Linked DNA regions of Sus scrofa: regions 1, 3 and 4 are each linked to region 2. The links are chromatin contacts, called in public HiChIP or PLAC-seq maps. All regions are on one chromosome and are shown on one strand. Each heading gives the region's core, a stretch centred on a gene start, on an enhancer-like site or on the middle of the called end of the contact. The rest is flanking DNA. Distances are from core to core; before and after follow the strand shown. Region 1 overlaps NCOR2 (nuclear receptor corepressor 2). Region 2 has its middle 160 kb from the start of NCOR2. Region 3 overlaps NCOR2 (nuclear receptor corepressor 2). Region 4 overlaps NCOR2 (nuclear receptor corepressor 2).

The links. HiChIP or PLAC-seq counts read pairs in DNA pulled down with a chosen protein or histone mark.
Region 1: an H3K27ac HiChIP or PLAC-seq map of alveolar macrophages shows a contact between it and region 2. The contact joins two enhancer-like sites. A contact is called at or near these places in 2 of 2 datasets of contacts at active chromatin or transcription factors (alveolar macrophages and skeletal muscle).
Region 3: an H3K27ac HiChIP or PLAC-seq map of alveolar macrophages shows a contact between it and region 2. The contact joins two enhancer-like sites. A contact is called at or near these places in 1 of 47 Hi-C or Micro-C datasets (embryonic fibroblasts) and 2 of 2 datasets of contacts at active chromatin or transcription factors (alveolar macrophages and skeletal muscle).
Region 4: a contact with region 2 is called in an H3K27ac HiChIP or PLAC-seq map of alveolar macrophages. The contact joins two enhancer-like sites. A contact is called at or near these places in 2 of 2 datasets of contacts at active chromatin or transcription factors (alveolar macrophages and skeletal muscle).

Annotation. Positions count from the first base shown.
Region 1 is chr14:28,735,241-28,740,473 of Sscrofa11.1, forward strand. The region is part of intron 15 of NCOR2 (nuclear receptor corepressor 2); the gene reads left to right. Among named protein-coding and RNA genes, the nearest start is that of NCOR2, 95 kb to the left of the region's middle. Within about 2 kb of position 1,746, at least 11 of the 83 cell types and tissues checked have an H3K27ac peak or open chromatin away from gene starts, as enhancers often do. A contact at or near this core is called in alveolar macrophages, where this site is marked.
Region 2 is chr14:28,479,257-28,484,570 of Sscrofa11.1, forward strand. No RefSeq gene overlaps it. Among named protein-coding and RNA genes, the nearest start is that of NCOR2, 160 kb to the right of the region's middle. Within about 2 kb of position 3,510, at least 22 of the 83 cell types and tissues checked have an H3K27ac peak or open chromatin away from gene starts, as enhancers often do. A contact at or near this core is called in alveolar macrophages and embryonic fibroblasts, where this site is marked.
Region 3 is chr14:28,649,662-28,655,139 of Sscrofa11.1, forward strand. The region is part of intron 2 of NCOR2 (nuclear receptor corepressor 2); the gene reads left to right. Among named protein-coding and RNA genes, the nearest start is that of NCOR2, 9.6 kb to the left of the region's middle. Within about 2 kb of position 2,665, at least 27 of the 83 cell types and tissues checked have an H3K27ac peak or open chromatin away from gene starts, as enhancers often do. A contact at or near this core is called in alveolar macrophages and embryonic fibroblasts, where this site is marked.
Region 4 is chr14:28,713,052-28,719,022 of Sscrofa11.1, forward strand. It overlaps NCOR2 (nuclear receptor corepressor 2), which reads left to right. Exons shown (of 49, transcript NM_001044576.1): 11 at 5,291-5,463. Among named protein-coding and RNA genes, the nearest start is that of NCOR2, 73 kb to the left of the region's middle. Within about 2 kb of position 1,755, at least 2 of the 83 cell types and tissues checked have an H3K27ac peak or open chromatin away from gene starts, as enhancers often do. A contact at or near this core is called in alveolar macrophages, where this site is marked.

The sequences.
Region 1 (5,233 bases), core at 496-2,995, 250 kb after region 2:
CTTACTGGCGAGCCCCTGCCTGCCAAGGGAGCAGGGTAGCAGAAGGGGAAATCAAGGCCAGGCACAGGCTCACTGGCCATCTTGACTGACCCTGGAATGCACTCTGGAGCTCAAATGGCCCTTCCCAGATGTCCCCAGGTGGAGAGAGAGAGGGCCAGTCTTTGCCCTGGGGCTAGGCTGCAGCTGGGACAGCAGGTCCCTTTCTAGAAGAGGACCTGGCCAGTCCATCCTGGGGATGAATTCCCATGTATTTGCATATTTGGAAATTACAATCCACAGTGGTCCTGACCTGCCCCAACACTTAACTACAGCGTGTGCAGCAAAATGTCACCATGTGTGTTCAGGTGACACCTGCTGTGTCATGCCCTTGCCACATCCTGTGCTGGCCAAGCCCCTTATTCATCACTGCGGTGGTTGCCTTTTGAAAGCATGGATGGTTATAAAAGGGAATATAAAATCTCCAGATGAAAAGCTGTTGCTGTTGGATGCCTCTGGGCTCAGACCCTCAATGACCAGCGCTGCCCCAAGAGGGCAGGGCTGCCCTGGCGTCCCCTGTGCTGTGGCCTGGGCCTATAGGGGCTGGAGCCATGGACACGTGCTGGCCCTTTGGAGTGTCGGGATGACCTTCTTATCGAAGAGAGGGTGCCGTCCACTTTCCAGAAGCTTCAGACTGAGGGAGACTCGGGAATTCCAACCCCTGCCAACCCCACACACCTGACTTTGAGCAGGAGAGGGCCAAGTCCCCAGCTCTGGGCCCCTCGCCCCCAGCTTCAGCCATGAATGGCCTGTGAACTTGTGGGCCACGCCCCCGTGTCCTCTCCTCGCTGTGAATCACCGGCTGAGGCTGGGGCCAGCTCAGAGCACTGGTGACGGTGCAGTGGTTTATAGTTCATGATTCGTGGATGGAGGAGCCACATTATCCTGGATAATTGCAGTGCTGGAGCCCAGGAATGCCGTGGCCAGAGGTTGGCTTAACTATGCAAACTGCCAGGGAGCCGAGGATGTGAGGCCAGCGTGAGCCAGGCGCCAGGGCCACATCGCTCTGCGGCAGTGACCAGAGGTGGCCACAGGGCCCTCCTGGCCATGGGGGGGCCGTGCTGCGGAGGGGGCCTGTCCCCAAGGGTGAGTGAGTACCCCTCTTCCATCCCCCAGGGTGATGTGGCCGCAGGGGGTGGGGAGCCGGGCTGGTCGGGGTCTCTACTCCTCCAGGCCACGTGGTCTATCTTCCCGCGGAGCTGGGCATGGGGACAGGGCGCCCAGCCTCCGGCACCTCGGGGGCCGGGGGAGGAAGTCCAGGGAGGTGGGGCCCGCTTCCTCCTTGCTCTTTCTGGCCTATGGGCCCACCCCCACCTCCGTCTCTCCTCCCTGTCTCTCTCCCCGTCATACCCACACCTTCTCCTCTGTCTCTCACTTTCCTTCATCTTCCCTCCCCTCCCCCCACCTCCTCTCCCAGCTTCCTGCCAAGGGACAGGTGACCTTGTTCCCAGTTGCTCTGCACTTCAGTGTCTCCCGCGCCTCGGGCAGCTTACACAGGGGACAGCCTGACTGGAAGGCATTCCAGGGCAAGGCCAGCCAAACACAGTCCCCGGGGAGGCAGTGGCCGTGGTGCAGTTGGTGCTGGTTCCCAGACCCTGACTGCCCCCCTGTGTGGACGACATCAGTGATGGCCTCAGCCTATGCAGTCTGCTGGGAACGAGTGGCAGGCCAGTCACGGCCACATTGCCTCCAGGTTGGGCTATGCTTCTCCCTGCCTGCATGAGCGCCTACATGCTTGTCCTAAAACAGCGTGACACCCCGGCCGGATGGGCCTCCAGCTTCAGGGTCTGTCTGACTCGCCTGGGCCGCCCCAGCCTGCGGGAGGCGGCTATTTCCGCTCTGCTGGGGGCGAGCCGGGCTGGGTGGGACTGCGTCCAGATTTAGGGCTCCAGCAAGCAGATGTCCCTGATTCTCTGCCCAGTTTTGTGCTAAGTGGGCTTGTCCAGGGAGTTCCCATTGTGGCTCAGCAGGTTAAGAACCCAACTTGTATCCATGAGGTTGCAGTTTCGATCCCTGGCTTCACTCAGTGGGTCACGGATCCAGCGTTGCCGTGAGCTGTGGTGTAGGTTGCAGATGCGGCTCAGATCTGGCATTGCCATGGCTGTGGTGTAGGCTGGCAGCTGCAGGTCTGATTCACCCCTTAGCCTGGGACTTCCATGCCGCAGTTATGGCTCTAAAAAGACAAAAAGAAAGTGGACTTGTCCAGGCCCAGCGTCTCTTGGACACTTCCTCGGGGACACTGTTCTCAAGAAGGCAGCAGGAGAGGCCATGCCTCAGGGATCTAGCAGGCTGGGCTGTCGCTTGGGGAGAAGATGAACGTGGCCTTCCCACGGGGGGCAACTGTGAGGTGGTAGGGGAGACCCAGCTCCCCGTCAGCACTGTCCCAGGCCAACCACACTAAAGGGCTAGAAGGACACGGAAAGTGTGAGCGTGGATCAATCGGACCCCAGGGGGTGAGAGGTGTGAGAGGCTGACAGACCTCACATCCGGGCATTTCTTGGGCTGCCAAGAGTACCAGAAGAGCCGTGCTTGTGTGGGCCTGTGGCAGGAGGGCCCCGATGGGGTGCAGACGGTAGCCAGGTTCCAGTCCACTTTGCCCTTCAGAATCTCACCACTCTAGGTGATGCCACACCAAACAGGACAAATGAGGTCCCCAGAGCTGTCACGCCCATGTAGGAGATGGACAGGGCACAGGTAAATTACCATGGCTATTTCAGGGGGTGGTTAGGGCCACGGAAGGTTGGCTGGTGTCAGGAGGCAGCTGACTTAAGAGAGGGCAGCTTTTAGGGAGGGAACATTTGCACTCAGACCTGAGTGATAAGGAGGAACCGGTCAGGCAGAGTTGGAGGGAGAGTCTCCCAGGCAGAGGGCACAGCAAGTGCAAAGGCCCCGAGGCAGGAACAAGTGTGGCATCTTCCAGGAGGTGGGGAGGAGGCCGCCCTGAGGGAGGTGGGTGAGGCGGACAGGAGCGAGGGGCAGATGCCTCATGGTGTGCACCACTGATGTTTTTCCAGATGGCTGGACAGGATTAACTGATGATTAAAACAGCCTTGGCTGCCTCAAGCACCCGTTTCCTTGCAAGCAGAACAGACGTGACGGGTGTGGGCGTTAGACGTTGCTCAGGTTCTGAGGACACATCCGTGCTGGCAAGGGTGTGCTTTGTAGCACGTGCCGACTGCCAGGGTGTAAATACTCCTGCCGTGCCAATTCCAAGCTACCTGCGTGAATGTGGAATTGGGAAGGGAGGTGACCATACCCTCCCCACCGAGTGGATTCGGTTGCATACAAGAGCACAGATAACAGGCGAATATAGCCAAGTTCTTGGGAAGGGATGCTTTTTGAGTACTTATTTGTTTTTATTATAATTTCTTTAATTGGAAGGTTATGCATTTCTATTTTTGATAATGACTGTTTTTAACTACCAACCTGCAAAATTTCTGGAAACTACAAGTCTCTACACTTGAGCTGGCACCAGCCAGCCCAGCATACCTCTATCTGTGTGTCTTATAAGGGATGCCCCTTGTGGGCCAAGTTAGCATTCCCCATGTGGGCTTTGTCCAGGTAGACAAATGGGTTGGATCAGAGGGGCAAGGGCCCAGTATTAGGGAGGGGGCTTCCAGCAACAGAAAACTGTTTCATCTTGGTCCTGACCCTTGATTTCTGACTCCACTTCTCCCACCAACCTTGGGCTCCCGGGGCCCCCTTTTCCCCACCTGCAAGAGATGGAGGGTGTCATGAGGGCAGACCCCTCTTGGGATTTGCTCGATGGAGGCACTTGGCACATAGCACATGCTCAGTAGAATGTTTGTTGAATGAATGAGTGAGATTGTGCAGAAGTGGGCATTGCTGGGTGTTGGGAAGGTCTCATCAGGACCTGTCATCCGAGAACTCAGTCTCACCAGCTCCTACTTGGTTGGTTGGTACCACTGGACTCTCCTCTCATTCCTGGAACTGATGGCCATCCCCCCTCAACCAGCTACCACGTGGCTCTGAATCGTGGGGTGGAACGTGGCATTCCCTGCCCATCCTCCACCTTCTGAAAAAGCCCCCAGTGGTGCTACCTGTATTTCTGAGCCTGGCCATTAAAGCTGGCCAAGCTCTCCAACCACATCCAGTATGTCATTCAGCAAGGACACAGGGTGATCTCGCATCGGCATGTTTTGCCCAAGCAGGTCCCCCCCTGAAACATCCCCTCTTACCCTTCTCTACCAGAAGCCTTTGGAGTCTCAGATCAGGCCTCCTCCCTTCTCCCACTGGTCAGGATAAATCACCGTCTCGTCTGCAGTGCGCGCTGCCTTTTTCGTTCTGGGGCTACACCTGCGGCACATGGAGGTTCCCAGGCAGGGGTCAAATCGGAGCTGCAGTTGCTGCCTAAGCTACAGCCACAGCAACGCTGGATCCTTAACCCACTAAGCAAGGCCAGGGATCAAACCTGCATCCTTATGGATACTATGTCAGGTTCTTAATCTGCTGAGCCACAATGGGAAGTCCTGCTCTCCCTTTTAAAGTTTTCTCATCACTGCAGCCTCCATCTGTCCTGTTGTAGTTCCTCATCTTCATCAACTGAAGAGCTATTTCTGTGATTTGGTGTCCCCCTTGGGGACTCAGTGTGTGCTCGTGGAGGGAATGCACAAGGGGTAGCACATTTCGGCTTAAAGGGAGGCGAGGAAGAGCCTATGACCCCCAGCCCCAAGTGAGAGACAGAGCATCTGCCTGTAGGATCTTGCTGGGAAATGCTGTGTGACCTTTGGTGAGTTACTTAACCTCTCTGTGTCTTTGTATGCTCTTTTCTAAAACAGAGATAATGCCAACATTCTTGAGAGGGTTTAATTAACTAATGGGGATGAAATGAGGAGGAGAAGGCCTTATCACGTGTTCGCTGTGCTCAGTCAGCTCAGTCATCAGTTTTTATTCCTGTTGTTTTGCAGCAACTCCCGGTCTGGGGCTTCAGCATAGCGCAGGCTCGGTGACAGGTTGCTTGTCCAGCACTCAGCGCTCCGGAAGCGGGGGTCCCTCAGGGATTTGAACTGATGGCTCTGGCTAACCAAAGATCCGGTCAGGTTTTCCGCTGAGCTGTGCTGTGGTTTGGGAGGGGCTTTCACAAGCAAGCACTGGGCATGAAGCCCATTGTCAGCCTGATGGATGGCCTGTCTGGAAAGCAAAGGTGGGACCCTATCGTGAACTCCAGGATCACTTG
Region 2 (5,314 bases), core at 2,260-4,759:
GTGTGTGTGTGTGTGTGCACGTGTGTGTGTGTGTGTGTGTGCGTGTCTGTGTGTGAAAAAGAGAGACAGAGAATTACCTGCCTCTTCATTGCTTCTTCACAATTCCCGGATGTGGTTCCTAGATCACCTCTCTCTGTCTCTCTATCTCTCTCTCTCTCTCCCTGCTGCAGTAGCTGACAGCTACTCTGCCCTTGACCCAGAGGGTGAATTCTGAGCCCCGTGTGCTGGCCAGCCCAGATGGTGATGCTGACAGCCAGCCTCCAAGCCGCTGAGCCCCCGGCGGGACTCAGCCTTCTTTGAACGTGTGCTCATCTCCAGACAAGGTGTCAGGCAGGAGCTTCTTCCTCAGGCAGCTCCATGCAGGAAGCTTTCCAAGGTGTCCTCCATGGGTGCACCTGTGCCCAGGCTGGGGGAGCATGAAGTCAGGCCAGGCTCAATAGAAATTGAGCCCTGGGTTCCCTCAGTCTCTCCTTTCCCATGACTGCCCTGGGGAATTACTCTTGGGGACAGGACCCCAGGAACTTAGTGATAATTATGGTGATAATAATAATGTCATCCGCTGAGAGCCCGCTGTGTGCCAGGCTCTGTGCCAAGTGGATTATTCTACTGAACTGACATGACAACCCTGTGAGTGTGTTCTAGCGTCGCCCCCACTTTACAGATGAGAATACTGAGGCACTGCGGGGGGGCGGCGGTGGGGGAAGCACTGGCCCCGAGGAGAGAGGAGGGAACAAAGGCCTGAAGTTTGATGAGTTGGAGAAGCTCTTGAGGGCTGTGCCGTGGGCTGGAAAGACCATGGTGGAAAACAGGAAGACCTTGGGCTTGAGGTCAGGCTGGCCTGGGTGACCTGGCTCCCCACCCGCTGGGCAAGTGCTTAAAGCCCAGCCCCTCAGTGTTTTGTAAAATGGAGCTGAAGGTGCCTCCTTCCTAGGCTGTAAGAGCATTGAGAAAAATGATCCCAGAGCCCATGATACATATGTATACATGGAATACAGTAGGCGCTCAGTCAATGAGAGCTGGGAAGGCAGTAGGAGGGTATACTTCCATACTGAATATCCTTGGAAAGAGGCCTCTCACTGCCCCTCACATTTCTTTTGGCTTTGCCTGTGGCATGTGGAAGTTCTCAGGGTAGGAATCAAACCCAGGCCACAGCTGTGATCTGAGCCACAGTGGAGACAATGCTGGATCCTTAACGTGCTGAGCAACCAGGGAACTCCGTGAGGTTCTGACTTTTTTTTTTACTCCATGAATTTTAGTATATTTGTAATAGTACAACCATCATCACAACCCAATTTTGCAACATTTCCGTACCCAACCCAAGCCCATCCCTCCCCCGCCCCGGCAACCTGTCTCCTTTGGAAACCATAAGATTTTCAAAATCTGTGAGTCCTTTTTTTTTTAGATTCCACATATAAGTGATAGCATATGAGGTTTGTGTCTCGCTGTCTAACTTCACTTAGCATGATAATTTCCAGGTCCACCCATGTTGCTGCAAATGCCATTATTCCATTCCTTTTTATGGCAGAGTAATATTCCATTGTGTATATGTACCATCTTCTTTATCTACTCTTCTGTCAATGGACACCTAAGATGCTGACTTTTAACAACCAGTTACTTTCAAGTAAGAATAAGAGAAAGGCTGGAAGGGAGAAAAGAACATTAGGTATGATTTTGGGCTGCAAGTAACAGGAAACCTAGCCCAGTGATGTAAACAAACAGGGTTTAATTTTCCCATACAAAAAAAAAAGCCTAAGGGGTAAGGCAGTCAGTTCCAAAGCTCAGGTTATTTTGGGTCACTGTCTGTGCACCTCTCTTGGCCTTTCCCTCAGATCACAAGGTGGCTGCCATGACTTTAGGCATCACATCCATATTCAAGGCTTCAATAAAGGGCACAGGGCAGGAGCTACCTTTGCTCCTGTTATCAGGGAAAGCAAAACCTTTCTTGCAGTTGCCCCAGTTGGCTTCTGCCTCCATCTCATTGTCTAGAAGGGCAAGGGATCTTGGGAAAGCAAATAGTTAGCCTTTGAATCCGATGGTTGACGCAAGCCTGGAGAAAAGGCTGGGAATGGGTTATGGGTCAGTTACAGCATCTGCCACAGAGAGTTCATTTGTTGCCAACATCTGATTTGACATAATCATACAACACTCTATAAAATTCAGAGCACAAACCATGGAGGTGGGTCTCCTGGGTTCAAATCCCAGCTTGGCCATTTTAGCTGTGTGACCTTAAGCAAGTTACTTAAACTCTCTGAACCTCATATTTCTTATCTGTAAAAGGGTGATCATATTAGTACCTCCCTTGCTGGGCCATTATATGAGTTAAATGTTAATTTGTGTGAAGTCCTTGGACAGTGCCCAGCCCATTCAAAGCTCTTTATTTGTGTTAGCTCTTATCGCCACTGTCTCTGGTCCCAGTCCCTGCCAAAGCTGAAAACTGACATAGGTCACATTGTCCTGGTTTTTATATGACTCATTATGGATTAACATATGTACCAAAAATATACTCAGTAGGACGATGGAGATCAAGCCAACCCCACAAGGCAAACTGTAGTATTGTGAGATTGTCTTGCGAATTCCCTCAAAGAAATAAAACCAGGAGAAATGGGTCGGACTTTTCCCCATCTACAAATCAGTCAATTTCCTCCTCCTCTATGGAGGGCACAGGGCTGCAGAGAAGGTTACTTAAAAGAACAGAAAAGGCATTCCAGGGAGTTCCAGTCGTGGCTCAGCAGGTTATGAACTCGACTAGTATCCGTGAGGAAGCGGGTATAATTCCTGGCCTCACTCAGTGCGTTAAGGATCCAGCGTTGCCGTGAGCTGTGGCGTAGGTCGCAGATGCAGTTCAGATCTCATTTTGCAGGGGCTGTGGTGTAGGCTGGCAGCTGCAACTCCAATTTGACCCCTAGCCTGGAAACTTCCATATGCCACAGGTGCAGCCCTAAAAAGCATACACACACACACACACACACACACACACACACACACACACACACACACACAGGGCATTTTAGAATCCAGTGCTAATAAAATTACTCTGAAAGCATTTCTCCCCTGTTCAAAGGTAACTTGCTCCTAATGATGATAAACTCCTGCCACTGCCTAGCCCTAGCAGTGCTGAGGAGGCCAGCTGATCCTCCAAAAGAGTACGTTTCAGTCTCCAGCCAGGGTCTGGCTTTGTCTGTGCCCTGGGGCAGCCCTGGTGCCAACAGTACCAGTTTGGTCACTGGCAGGAGGCAGGTGCTGGGAGGCATATAGAAGCTGTCTGAATGTGGTCCAGGGAAGGAAATGGGCACCCTGCTGTCTCCTGACCTCCTGGGATCCTCTTTACGGGGCTTTCAAAAACAAAAGCGACAGAGAGAAGACAATGCACCATTCACAGGTACCTGGGGAAGATGCTGGAATATTTGGCTCATTTAAGCTGGAAAAGACCCAAATCCTGGAGGCAGTTCTGCAGATTTTGACACTTGGAACAATATTCTGGTTTTCACCTGGTGAGTCACTCTTGGGAGACAGAGAACTGTGTTGTTGGCAGTTTCGTTTTGACTTTATGACAGCTCATGCCCTTCCCTCCTCAATCCCTTTATGCCACCCCCAAAAAGGCATCCAATGCCTGAAATGGAGAGAGGACTGGTTTCTCTTGATCTGCTTGGAGGAGACTCTGAGTAGGATTTTCTTTGGGGACATGGACAAACTTTGGGGTCCCTGGAATTGCTTTGTGAATTACCAGGCATTGTTGTTCTGGGAATGAGTCACATTTCAAAGTCTGACATTCAGGAGTCTTGAGTCATGTAACTAATCAGCAAAAGGGATGTTTTATCCTCATGGCCTCTTTGGAGCTGGGAACATTCTGGATCATAGTGTTAGGGCCTGCCTCTACTCTTTCTACCGTCATCATTTCAGACTTAGTCTAGAGTCTGTGGGTGACAGGGAAACTCAGACTCAGACCCCCTGCCCAATAAGCCCAGAGCTTACCAGTTTTCCACCCAAAGAACTCACTGTATCACATATTTATCATAATGTACATTCAAATGAATTATGTCCTGAGAATTTAAGATGATCATAAATGGACCCTTAGAGCCCAAAAAATCATAGTAATCCTGTGCTGTGCTTCAGGGTCTGTGGAATACAACACAGATATTAAAAATAATCAGAAGGAGTTCTCTGGAGGCCTAGTGGTTAAGGATCCGGAGTTGTCACTGCTGGGGTGCAGGTTTGATCCCTGGCCCTGGAACTTCTACATGCCATGTCTCACAGTTGGCTAGCTCTGTCCCTCTCTGAGCCTCACTTTCTCCATCTGTAAAATAGGGGTAAGGCTATAATCGCCTTAGAGGGTTTGCTTGGAACTCTCTACAAGAATTTATTTGTTTGGGGTTTTTTTTTTGTTTGTTTTGTCTTTTCTTCTTTTTAGGGCTGCACCTGGGCATATGGAAGTTCCCAGACTAGGGGTCAAATCGGAGCTGCGGCTGCCTATGCCACAGCCACAGGAACACAGGATCCAAGCTGCGTCTGTGACCTACACTGCAGTTCACTGCAACACTGGATCCTTCACCCACTGAGTGAGGCCAGGGATCGAACCCAAATTCCCCACAGACACCATGTCAGGTTCTTAACCCACTGAGCAACAGCAGGGACTCCAAGAATTTGTTAAATAAAGGAGTCCGGTCCTTCCCAAGGGTTCCCACCACCTTTGAATATGGTTTTCATCTCTGAGCTGAGGGTTGGCTTCCAGAGGGTAAGGAACTGGTTCCCACTGTGTTCTAGAAACTTTGGCATTTTTTCACTGTCAGCACATGTGGGTTACATGTGTAAATTTTTAACAAGGGGAAAAAAAAAAAAGAAAAATGAATGATGCTATTTTTAAAGGGTTATTATGCAGGAAGTTTTATAGGCCTCCTGACCCGATGGACTGCCGTCCTGCAATGTGGGGGGTACAGGCCTTGCCTGGGGCTCCGGGTGGAGGCAGCCTGCCTGGAGAAGGTGAGAGAGGCTGATGGACAATTCTCGGGGTGCGGTGGGGAGCTGTGCTTTCTTCTTGAGAGGCCCCTCTCATGTTACCTGGCGGCTTTAGGACAGAAGTCCTTTAGCAAAGCAAGTTCCTTCCTGCCCAGGCGATGAGCTGAGATTAAACGCCCTGGTGACGCACAAAAGCAACAGCTTCATCTGGAAAATTCCATGGCAGGGTGAGGCTTGCCAGGCCTTGAGTGCAGGGGCTCGGGGGATGCCAGAGTATTCCCTGAGAGGTCAGCTGGGTCCAGAGGTGGGGGGAAGGGGTTCATTCAGTCAAGAAGCAAATTTGTCCTGAGTACCTACTGTG
Region 3 (5,478 bases), core at 1,415-3,914, 170 kb after region 2:
GCTTTGCCCACGTCCCACGACGGAGTACATTCCTGCCCGTAACTTGCCGTCCGCCCCCACCTCCTTCAAGCTCCCCAAGGCTTTTCTGGGCTCTCTCTTGCGGCTTCCTGGTGACCACATGTCAGAAGCCACAGGTCACATCCTGGCAGCCCCTGGGCTGTCTTTGGATGTCAGACTGATTTATTGTGTTGGGTTTATAGTCAGTGTTTTTAAAACGAAAATTGCAAATTGAGGGATGTCTTAAAATCAGACTTTCTTCTCCTGAAGGGATTGGAAGCTGTGATTCCCTGGGCCACCTTCCTGGGCCCTTTGACACACACACAGCATCACCTGCCCCTCCTCCTCCCAGTTCCAGTCTGGCCTGAAGGTGCCCACCACAAGCCCTCTTTTCTCTTCCCCTCCCTACGTCTGGGCTGGGATCCTCTCCTGGAGCCCCTGTGGATCCTCCCCCTCCAGGAACTGATAATCAAATCCCATAATCAGATTCCCTGGGCCCTCTTGCAGCCCCTGGGCAATGAAGCAGCTTGTGGCCTGGAACTCCTGGCTGCAGGGCTGGAGGAGCTTTTGGATTCCTGGTCACCTTTCCATCATCAGACACTCAGCGGACGCCCTCAGGCAAAATCAGTGGCCTGTCTGTGTCCCCTTTTGAGAGTTGGACAGAGCTGATCAGAGTGCATTCTTCCCCCTCTGCCTGGGCGTCTGGGTGGCAGTGGGGGTCTCCCAGCCAGGCCTATGGGAGGTGGGCCCGCCGGGTCCAGGCTGGTGGTTTGCTGGGGGTCGGAGAGGAGGGGGGCCGCATGGGAGGGCGGTTGCTGAGTGGGTGGGCTACTGGCCCCGAGGAGCTATTCTTAGCAGCAGAAACATTTGTCCTTGTTCACATGTGGCAGAGGCCGTTCCCCAGAGAGCTGCCCTGAAATATGAGGGATGACCCCATAAATTCCTCTGAAAGCCTTCCTCGAGGGCCTGTGTGCGCGGAGGAGGCCGGGGGTGGGGGAGGCGTTTCCGGCAGCTGCACAGCTGGGGACATATTTGCCAGATGTTGGTGCAGGGAAGTCGGTGGGAATCCAGGGGCCGCCCCTTCACTCTTGGGGTCTCTGCAGTGGCCATGGGCCATGGGGTAGAGACTGCGGAGAGAACAGCTTTGGGCCTGGCCTCAGGTTTCAGGGTCCGGGGACCTAATCGAAGGGTCGGAGAGTTGCTAGTCAGCCCCTCCTGCACCCAGGCTATCTGATTGGAGGCGCTTGGTCAGTGGGGAGATCATGAGGCACTTCTGAGGGAGCAGAGCTATGAGGCGCTGGTCTGCAGGTCCATGCATGCCCCAGGGCCATTGGGTCCTAAAGGGAGATAGGCCGAGACCAGCCCTTGATTGTGGTCCCACTCAGCCCTGGGCTGTGAGGGGCTACTGCATACTAGGACCCCTGGCAGCACCCTTGGCAACATTATCTCTTTTCATGGTGGGAGAGTGGGAACCACCATAGAGCAGCTGGGTGCTGTTATCTAGCAATCAGGGTGGTCTCCCTGGAGGAGGTGCGTGCACGTGCAGGTGTGTGTGTGTGTGTGTGTGTGTGTGTGTGTGTGTGTGTGTGTGTGTGTATGTGTATTAAAAAAAAAAAAGCTTTTGGAATTCCTGTTGTAGCTCAGTGGGTTACAAACCCAACTAGTATTCATGAGGATGCAGGTTTGATTCCTGGCCTTGATCAGCAACTTAAGGATCCAGCATTGCTGTGAGCTGCAGTGTACATCATAGACGCAGCTTGGATCCTGCATTGTTGTGACGTAGGCTGGCAGCTGCAGCTCTGATTCAACCCCTTAGTCTGGGAACTTCCATATGCTGCAGGTGCAGCCCTAAAACGCAGAAAAAAAAAAAAACTAAAAAAAATTTTTTTAAACTGTGCTACAGTACACATAACAAAAAGCTGACCATCTCACCCCATTTGAATTGTACAGCTCAGCAGTGTTTAGTGTATTCACATTGTCCTGCAAGCATCACCACCATCTCCAGAGCTTTTTCATCTTGAAAAACAAACTCTGTGCCCATTTAACACTAACTCTCCCTCCTCCAGCACCGGCCACCCCCCCTTCTATTCTCTGTGACTCTGATCGCTTGGGGCACCCCGTATGGATGGAATCGATGGTGTTTGTCCTGTTGTGTCTGGCTTGTTTCACTGAGCGGAATGTCAAGCTGCATCCTGTGGCCTGCTCTTTCTTCTGGGGTTGGTTCATTCCCACACAGGCAGCAAAGTGGACTCTGAGCCCCTCATCCTTTAGAATCCCAGCATTCCCTTGGGTTAGCAATCGGGTTACTGTGCCTTTTCCAAGGGGCAGGATGCTGAGCTCCTCACGCCCTGCACCTGGCCCCGCCTCTGTGTCTGTGTCCCTGTGGCCCACTGCATAGTGCCCGCCTATCCCAGCCCCAGGCAGGGGGTTAATCGGTTTGCCCAGGTCACACAGCTGGTGCTAGTGCCCCACCCCCTGCCTCCCAGCCACCAGCTTTTTCTCCAGGTCCCCCCCACCCCGCCTTCCCTCCGCAGAGAAAATTGCCGTTTGGAAGGCCAGATGGAGGAGCTGGGTCTAATGGAAACCACGTCCCTCCCGGGGCGCCCAGGACTTAATGAGGAAGAGCCAGGAAAAATCCGGCGTTGTGTTTGTGAAATACCCAAGAGGGAGGGCGCATTGCATGGCCAGGGTTCTCATGCGGAACCCTGTGACCTGGCGTACCAGGAGCGGTTGTCAGGACTGGTTTCTCTCTCTCTCTCTCTCTTCCCTTTAAAATTAAAAAGGGGAAAAAAAAAACAAAGAGTCGAGGAGGAAGTGATTTTGAGCAGATCTCGCCCTGGCAGGGGAGCAGGGTTGGGCGGCTGAGCTGGCCACAGCCCAGTGGACACACATGTACCAATTAAATTGGAAACAGAAACGGGCCTCCGTGGCGGCTCCGACCAACCAGTGCTGCATCCCTTCCGCTTGCTCTGGGAGGGGGCGCCTGTGCTGGCGGTTTCGGGGGGGGGGATCAGAATGAAGCCTGGCTGCTTTCTGGCTTTTTGACCTTGGGCAAGTCAGCCCACCTCTCTGAGCCTCAGTTTCCTGGTCTGTGGAGTGGGGACAAGCATGTCTGGGGAGGGAAATCGGACTCTTCCCTTGATAAATGTTGACTGGATGAAGTAGAACCTGCCAGCTAGTGAGGGAGTGGGTCTGGTGACCCTGGGGGTGGTTGGTGCTCTTGAAGCAGAATCAGTGGGGGGTAGGGGAGTGGTGGTCCTCTGGGAATCCTTTTAGGGAGGTTCATAGGTGGTGCAGGTGCAGCGAGCGTGTTTTTCTCTGGAGGGTTTGATGCAGGATGTGGTGTTTGGTGGTCTCTCATCCATGACCCCCCAGCCAGGCTGCAGAGGCATTTCTGTTCCGGGACCTGATCATTCTGGTGGAGCTGGAACCCTTCTCTGCATGGCCACTGTGCCCACCTCTCCAGACGCCGGGACCACATGGGCTGAGCGATCCAGCTGAAGAGGGCGGAGTTCGGGCACGCAGCACCAGCCTGCTGACCTTCTCTGTTTTTTGTTTTGTTTTGTTTTTTTGTCTTTTTAGGGCTGCACTCACGGCATATGGAAGTTCCCAGGCTGGGGGTCCAATTGGAGCGGCAGCTGCCAGCCGATGCCACAGCCAAAGCAGCGAGGGATAAGAGCCGCATCTGTGACCTACACCACAGCTTGTGGCAACACTAGATCCTTAACCGACTGAGTGAGGCCAGGGATGGAACCCACATCCTCATAGATACTAGTTGGGTTCTTACCTCACTGAGCCACGATGGGAACCCCTGCTGACCCTCTTTTGGCCTGTCTGTAATAAGAAGGTGTTGAGTGAGGGGTCCTGCAGCTGAGGTCTCAGGCCCAGGAAGGGCAGCCTTCTTCTCCTTTTCTCCAGACTGTGTGGGGGCCGGCTCATCCCTGGGGAGCACCCTCTGCTTTCTCTGCTCAGATGTGGGTCTCCCTGGGCCTGTCCAACTTCCTCGTTAGGGACTCACTCTGCCATCTGGTCAGCTTACTCACACAGCCTCAGTTTGTTGTCTGCAAGGTGGGGATGGTCCTGGTAACTACCTCGGCCAGAACTAGCATCACCATCCTTGCTGTTATTTCGCCCCTCTTCCTCCCCCAGTATTTGGAGCAGCACGGGGGAGGAAGAAACACAGCTTTCCTTTGGGGGGGCTCATCTCTGGGTGTTGAGCTTTTCGTAGCTTTTTTCCCAATGAATCATCTTTCCGGTGACCCTAAGAAGAGACTTTTACAGATGTAAAGCCCAGAGAGGTCAGTACGGTGTCCAAGGTCACACAGCTATGTAGTGATGGAGTTGGATTGGAACACGTGGCCCCTTTCCGCTCATGGGAGACTTTTGGGATGGCAGTGCATAGGCAGGAGATGGCCTGGTTGAGAGAGTGAGTCTCTAGGATCAGGGAGGCCTGCTGGAGAGAGCACCACCTTTCCTCAGGGACAGAGGCTGGGGTGGGAGGCTGTGACTCAGCCCACAGCCTCCAGGGCCCTGCTGTGCACATGATCGCAGATGAGGCTCAAACTGCCAGCCAGTCCGGAGGGGGAGACAGCAGGTAAACAGATGGTGGTGGTGCATGGGGCTGGGCCCGCGGGAGTGGCAGGAAGAGAGAGGATCTTGGCAAGCCAGGTTGGTGAGTTGGGGTAGGGGGAGGGTTCCGGGAAGTGATGGCAGAGGTGAGAGCCCTTCAATCCGGTCTGGCCCCTCAGAGAAGGGAACTGAGCCCTGGGCCATTGAGTCCCATTGGCCAGGCTGGGCTTGTAAATGAAGGTCGCTGCCTGGGAGGGGGTGTGTGGACAGGAGAGGGTGTGCACAACCCACATGGGCAGCCCCTGCCTGCATCCAGCCAGCCATGCCCCTTTGGAGTCATGGGGTTCTCCCCCCTCAATGATTTTGTTATGGTAAAATACACCTAAGATTTGCTATTGGAGCCATGTTACAGTGCACACTTAGTGGGCTTTAGTAGATTCAGTGTTGTACCATTATCACCACCATTTTGTCCTAAAACATTTTCATCACCCCCAAGGAAACCTAGTTCCCACTAATGTTGCTCTCCACTGCCCCCTCCCCAGTCCCTGGCAGCCAGCAGCCTGCATCTGACTGGATGGATTTGCCTTTTCTGGACATTTCACAGAAGTGGGATCATTCCATATGCGGCTTCATCTCACTGAAATAAAAACATTTCAGGAGTTCCTGTTTGTGGCGCAGCGGAAACGAATCTGCCTAGGAACCATGAGGTTGTGGGTGTGATCCCTGGCCTTGTTCAGTGGGTTAACGATCTGGTGTCGCCATGAGCTGTGGTGTGGGTCAAAGACACGGTTCAGATCTGACATGGCTGTGGAGGAGGCCAGTGGTGACAGCTTCGGTTCAACCCAGCCTGGGAACCTCCATATTGTTATGGTTTATACATCCCCCTCTCTTTTTAAATGGCTGCACCCAGGG
Region 4 (5,971 bases), core at 505-3,004, 230 kb after region 2:
GCACTCTGGACCCCAGGGCCCCATGGGGTGAAAAGTGGTGGGCTTCCCAACCTTGTCTTTCTCAACTTCCTCAGACTCCCAGATTGACTGGATGGTGCTCAGAGGCATCTGGCTGGGTAGACAGGGTTCCTGAAACGGGACATCCCATCTTATTCATCGAATTAAGAAATATTTACTGAGCCCCTGCTGTGGGCCTGGTGCAGTGCTGAGCTGTGTTCAGCTGTGATAAGTGCTGTGCAGAGGGTTGGGGTTGGGGTCGGAACAGCTGGATGGGAGTGACCAGAAAGGACCATCTGGAGGTCTGAATATCAAGGAGAGGGCAGTGCATGTGCAAAGGCCCTGAGGCAGGAACCAGCCTGGAGTAACACGGGACAGAATATGGCAGGCACATCTGAAGTCAGGGCAGGAGTGAAGGGATTGTGCTTGAAAATCCTGGGAGCCAGGTCACTTAGAAACGTTTGCTCTCAGCTAGGATGGAACTCCTAGATTTTATTCTAAATACAATGGGACACTTAATTTATTCTTATAAATGTATTCTCAATGAGGAATACAAAGTCTTTAATAGAAGAATTCTTAGTTATCCAGAAAATTTGACAGTCAGTCAGGAAATTGGACAGCAGAATACAATGAATGTGTATATGTGCCATGATCTAGAATCCATCATGGTTGACATTTCTTTATATTAGCTCTGTGTGTGTGTGTGTACGCATGGGTGTGTGAATGTTTTTGTGTTGAACCGTTAGAAAGGAGGTGCAGACACCCAGACCTTCACCCCACTGCTTCCCTGTCTCTCCTGGAGCAAGGAACTTCTCTCATTATCACACCCCAAATTCCAGTCTTTCCACAGAGGTTCTGCCTGGGCCTGGGGCTCCTCTGGGGTGGGAGGAAGGCCATGCAATTTACATTTTACAAGGGATTTACATTTTACAAGGGTCCTGGCAGCTGGTGGGCTGGTGGAGTTGGGTAGGCGAGTTCTTAAGAAGTCTCCCACTGCCCCTTGGGGGTCCCTCGAGGGGGTGGAGGGGGAATGGGCTTACGTAAAGATAGAGGAACTGGAGTCTTCTAAGAAATTCTGGGTGGCTTTGTGGCCAACTTGAGCCTACCTTAAGAGAGGCCCTTGTGAAAATGAGTTTGGAAACCGCAGAAGCTGAGACAGGAGGTATCTGGAATGATGTTGTCCTTGTTCTTATATAATAAGCCTGAAGCCCCATGCATCGTGTCAGCCAGGACCGGGTGGGGGCTTGATCAAGACGGCCCCCTTAGCTCAGCATGCCCCCTGCCCCCACCGTGAGTCTGCTTGGCTCACTCCTTCGAGGTTCCTAGGACCTTGAGTAAGCTGCCCACGCTCTCCCCGCACGCCTGCTCTGCCCACAGAGCTGAGGCTCTTCCCCCAGAGGGGTGCTCAACCTCTGCCAGTGCTGCCTGTCTTTCCCTGAGAAACTGAGCTCACTCCCTGCCCCCTACTCCTGGAAGCCAGATTGTGTGTGTGTGTGTGTTGGTGGGGGTGGGGGTACTAGGCTGAGTCACAGATGAACAAGTTCAAACCCCACCCATCATACCCGCTGTGTGTCATCTTGGGAGAGCTGTCTTACCCCAAGCCTCGATTATCCTCATCTGTGAAATGGGGTCATGGCGAGGCTGCAGGAAGGGTGAGTGCAGTGCCTGGCACAGGGAGCCTGTGTGATTGATGGTGGCCTTGCAGGATGGATCAGTCAGGGGCTGAGCTCAGCGTGGACGGTGGATGTATTCATTTCCTGAAACTGCTGCAACAAATGACCACAAACTCGGTGCCTTCAAACATCAGAAACTCATCCTCTCTCACTATTCTGGAGGCCAGAAGTTCATGATCAAGATGTGGGCGGGGCTGCGCTCTCTCCAGAGGCTTCCTGCCTCTCTCTTCGAGCTCCTGGCGGCTCCAGGCGGTTCTTAGCTAAGGCCTCATGACTCCCTTCTCTGCCTCCATCACCACCTGGCCTCTCCCCTCTCTTCCCTCACATGGACGTCTGTCATTGGATCTAGAGGTCACCCTAATCCAGGATGACCTCATCTCAAGACGCTTAACTTTATTGCACTGAAAACACCTTTTGTTCAAAAAAGGTCACATTTATAGATTCTTGGGGTTAGGATGTGGAGACATCTTTTGAGGGGAGGGTCACGATCGAACCCACTAGAGTGGATATTGGCGTGTTTTCAGCATAATCTGCTTTTTTTCTTTCTCCTGTCCCCTCTGTCCTTTTTATCAATTTCTTTTTTAGAGACAGCTAAGGGTTTGCTCACTCCTCTCATATCCCCCACACCTCTGAGCTTCTTATTTTTCGTCCTCACACACAGAGTAGAGTTGTACCCCAGCTTCCAGAATTAGAACAAATAATAACTCAAAATAAATCAAAGGCCCCAAAGCAAGAGCTAAAGCCATACAGTTCCTAGAAAAAAAACCCATACAGGTGAATCTTTAGGACCTTGGATTTGGCAGTGGATCTTGGGTGTGACACCAAAAGCATGAGCAGCAGGAGAAAAAGTAGACACCCTAGACTTTATGAGAATAACCATCAGGATCTTGACCTCCTTGTCGCTGACTGCATGACCTCAGGCGACAGGCTGTTGGCCCTAAGCTCTGAGCTCCCGCCTGTACAAAGGGGATGGTAGTCATAGCTTTTTGGGGTTTGGGACAGTGAGTCCGCTGGAAGGAATCGGTTTTCTGCCAGGCATGTGACGTGGTCGTGCTTAGCCAGCGTCAGCCGTGGTATGATGGTGGTGATGGTGAAGAAGAACGGGACGATGCTTTGATGATGGTGGTGATGACAGCGATGATGAAGAAGAAGATGAGGAGAGTGATGATGGTGGGGATGGTGAGGAATTCCCACCGAGGAGTTCCTGGCATGGCGCAGCGGAAACGAATCCAACTAGGAACCATGAGGTTGCGGGTTCGATCCCTGGCCTCGCTCAGTGGGTTAAGGATCTGGCGTTGCTATGGCTGTGGTGTAGGCCAGCAGCGGTAGCTCCCATTTGACCCCTGGCCTGGGAGCTTCCATATGCTGCGAGTGCAGCCCTAAAAAGCAAAAAAAAAAAACTCACTGAGAGTGAGCAAGAGGCTGAGGGTGACTTGTCGTCACAACACACACAGACTGTGGTCTTAGGGGCCCATGCTCCTTTTCCTCTCAGGTTCTTGCTCCCAGCATCCCACAGACTTGCTTGGTGGTATTTCAGCCTCTGAAGTGTGAGTGTGAGAATGTACGTGTGTGAGTTTATGAGTGTGTATTGTGAATCTGAGAATATTAGTGTGTGTATTTGGCATGTGAGTGCATGTGTGTGTAAGGGAGTATGTGTGAACGTGTACACATGTTTATGTGTGTATGTGTATAAGTGCATGCGTGTATGTGAGTGTGTGATCTGCTTCCTCCCCTGGCCAGTGGGGCCACCCATGCGCCTGTGTGTTTGTGTGTCAGTGTGAGTGTGTATGCGTAAGGGGGTACGTGTGTATGTGCACATGTGTATGTGTGAGGATGTGTCTGTATGTATGTGTGTATGTGTAAGTGCACGTGCGTGTGTCTGATTGTGCAGTCTGCTTTCTCTCCTGTCCAGCGGGGCTGCCCGTGTGGAACCCCCCTGATCAGGGTCAGTGCTGCCCCAGGAAGGGCCAAAGCCACTGCTGTGCACTGTCCCGAGGAGCCCAGTACCCTCCGCCTTCAGTGGACAGAGAGCACATCAGCACACAGGCCACAGCAGGTGGCACTGTGGTTAGACATGGAGGGGGACTTCCTCATCCTGAGAGGTCCTCCGGAGCTGCTCTCATCCTTACAGGTGGTGCTTGGGGCTGGGCAGTGTGACTGGATGTCATCCCCTCATGGCCGTTCCTGCTGTGTCCCTTTGCTCCATGAGGGCCCAGGCAGGGCTGGATCGTCTTGTCGGCCACCTTACCTGCCCTCCACTGGTGGAGCTGCTTAGTGGCCCTGGGGGTTTCTTACTCGTCTTCACCAGGAACTGCATTGTTTTCTCTGGCCCATTTTGGTGGACATCTTCTCACCTTTTCCTCGTCTGACGTATTGCTCTCTGCTCTCAGACCGGGGCCTCTCTGGCCAGGCTGAGAGAGTGGAGAGGGTCCCCTGCTCTGGTGGTGGGCTGGACTGTGTGTCTTTCATGCTGATTCCCACCCCGGGGGTGCTGGCCTCAGCACACGGCCACGAACCCGTGTGGCTGTTGTCTGCTACTTGAACTTGATCTCCCAAGTGCGGTTTTTGGAGCAGCACACATCCGTGTGGGGCCCCCAGGAGCTGGGGGTCAAGTTCTGCTCCTCCTCAATGTGGGCCTGACAGCCCTTTGGGGTCATCACGCTGCTGGGTTTGTTGAGGACCAAAGTCACAGGTGGCCTTGGTCAGAAGCTGAAAAACGGGGTGGGGTAGGGGGTGTTGGGCATGAGGACCAGAGACGGGTTTTCTGATTATGCTGAAGCATCAAGAAGGCATTCAGGCGAGACTCCCAGACCACGCCATCTGTCCATGGCAGCTGTTAGAGACAGGGAGACGGGGGTCTCATGGGCGGCCGGATGCTCCCTGTCTGCTCCAGGTGCTCCAGGTCAGGGTCACCTTGGAGACTTGGAAGCCAGGTAGCTATATTCTGGGCCAGGAGATGGGGCGTGGGACGGGGGTGTCTTTTCTTTAAGGAAGAAGAGACAGCAGGAAGCACTATGGTTAGACCCAGAGAAGGACTTCCTTGTCTTGGGCAGACAGCAGCTTGAGGCTTCACACCTGGTTTTTGGGCCTGGGAAGCATGGCTGGACCTGAGGCCAGGGGGTGAGGAACTATTCAGAAAGTGACTGCTTTCCATGGGGCCGCCCCCCACCCCCACCCCGGCCTGACGGACACCCCCGAGCTGCACCATCCCACACACCCCACACACCTTCTTGGGATGATGGAAATGGTGCCTGTGTGCACTGCCCACTGCGGACAGTAGCCCTGGCCCACGGAGACATGTGGCTGGGGGACCGGGACCTGAATTTTAATGTTACTTAATTTTACATGACTTAAACTTAACAGCCACATGTGGCTGGAAACTTTCTGTATTGGACGAGGCCTTTCTAGAGGGAGGCCAGGAGGGTGGCCCATTTCCCAGGGCTAGAGGAGGCCCGGCCCTTAGGGCAGATCTCAGGGTCCTCCTGGGTCTCCCTGTGTGCCCGTGTGTGGTCACCTGTCTGCCTGTGCGAATGGCCGAGTGGGGAGCCAGAGGTTGGGGGTGCTGGGGGTCGGATGCAGCAGGAACTGCTGCCACAGGGCTCCCCTGTGCCCCCCCCCAGGAGCAGAAGTTCTGCCAGCGCTATGACCAGCTCATGGAGGCCTGGGAGAAGAAGGTGGAACGCATCGAGAACAACCCCCGGCGGCGGGCCAAGGAGAGCAAGGTGCGCGAGTACTACGAGAAGCAGTTCCCCGAGATCCGCAAGCAGCGGGAGCTGCAGGAGCGCATGCAGAGGTGAGCGTGGGGCTGGCCCCCTCCCCTGACCTCCTTCCCCACCTCCCAGGACCCGGGGCGGCTTGAGGCACTGCCAGCAGAGGACGCATGGTCACCATGCCACCAAAGCACAGCAGGGTGTCCAACAGGCAGCCCCGGGGGCTGCCTCAGGCCCTTGGATGTGTCCCTCGGGGCCTGCCTGGCTTTAACTCTTATTTGAAAGGAGCTTTTAATGGTGCTTTCCTTCCTGTGTGCCTCGGGCTGGTACCTCCCAGCTTCCTTCTTGTATGTGGTGGCCCACACGGCCCCAGAAGGAGCTGAGGTTGAGATCCCTGGTGTGGACCAAAGGGGAAGGTTGTAGGTCTCCCGCGGCGGCCGCGGGGATTGGGTGAGAGACAGTGCAGGAGAGTCCGGCGCAGAGCAGGTGCTCAGGGACGCGTGGTTTCTTTTGTGGCGCAGATAGGGTGATGGGGCGTGAGCAGTGGTGATGGAGTGCTCTCTCTTTAGTGGACACTCACAGTCCACATCT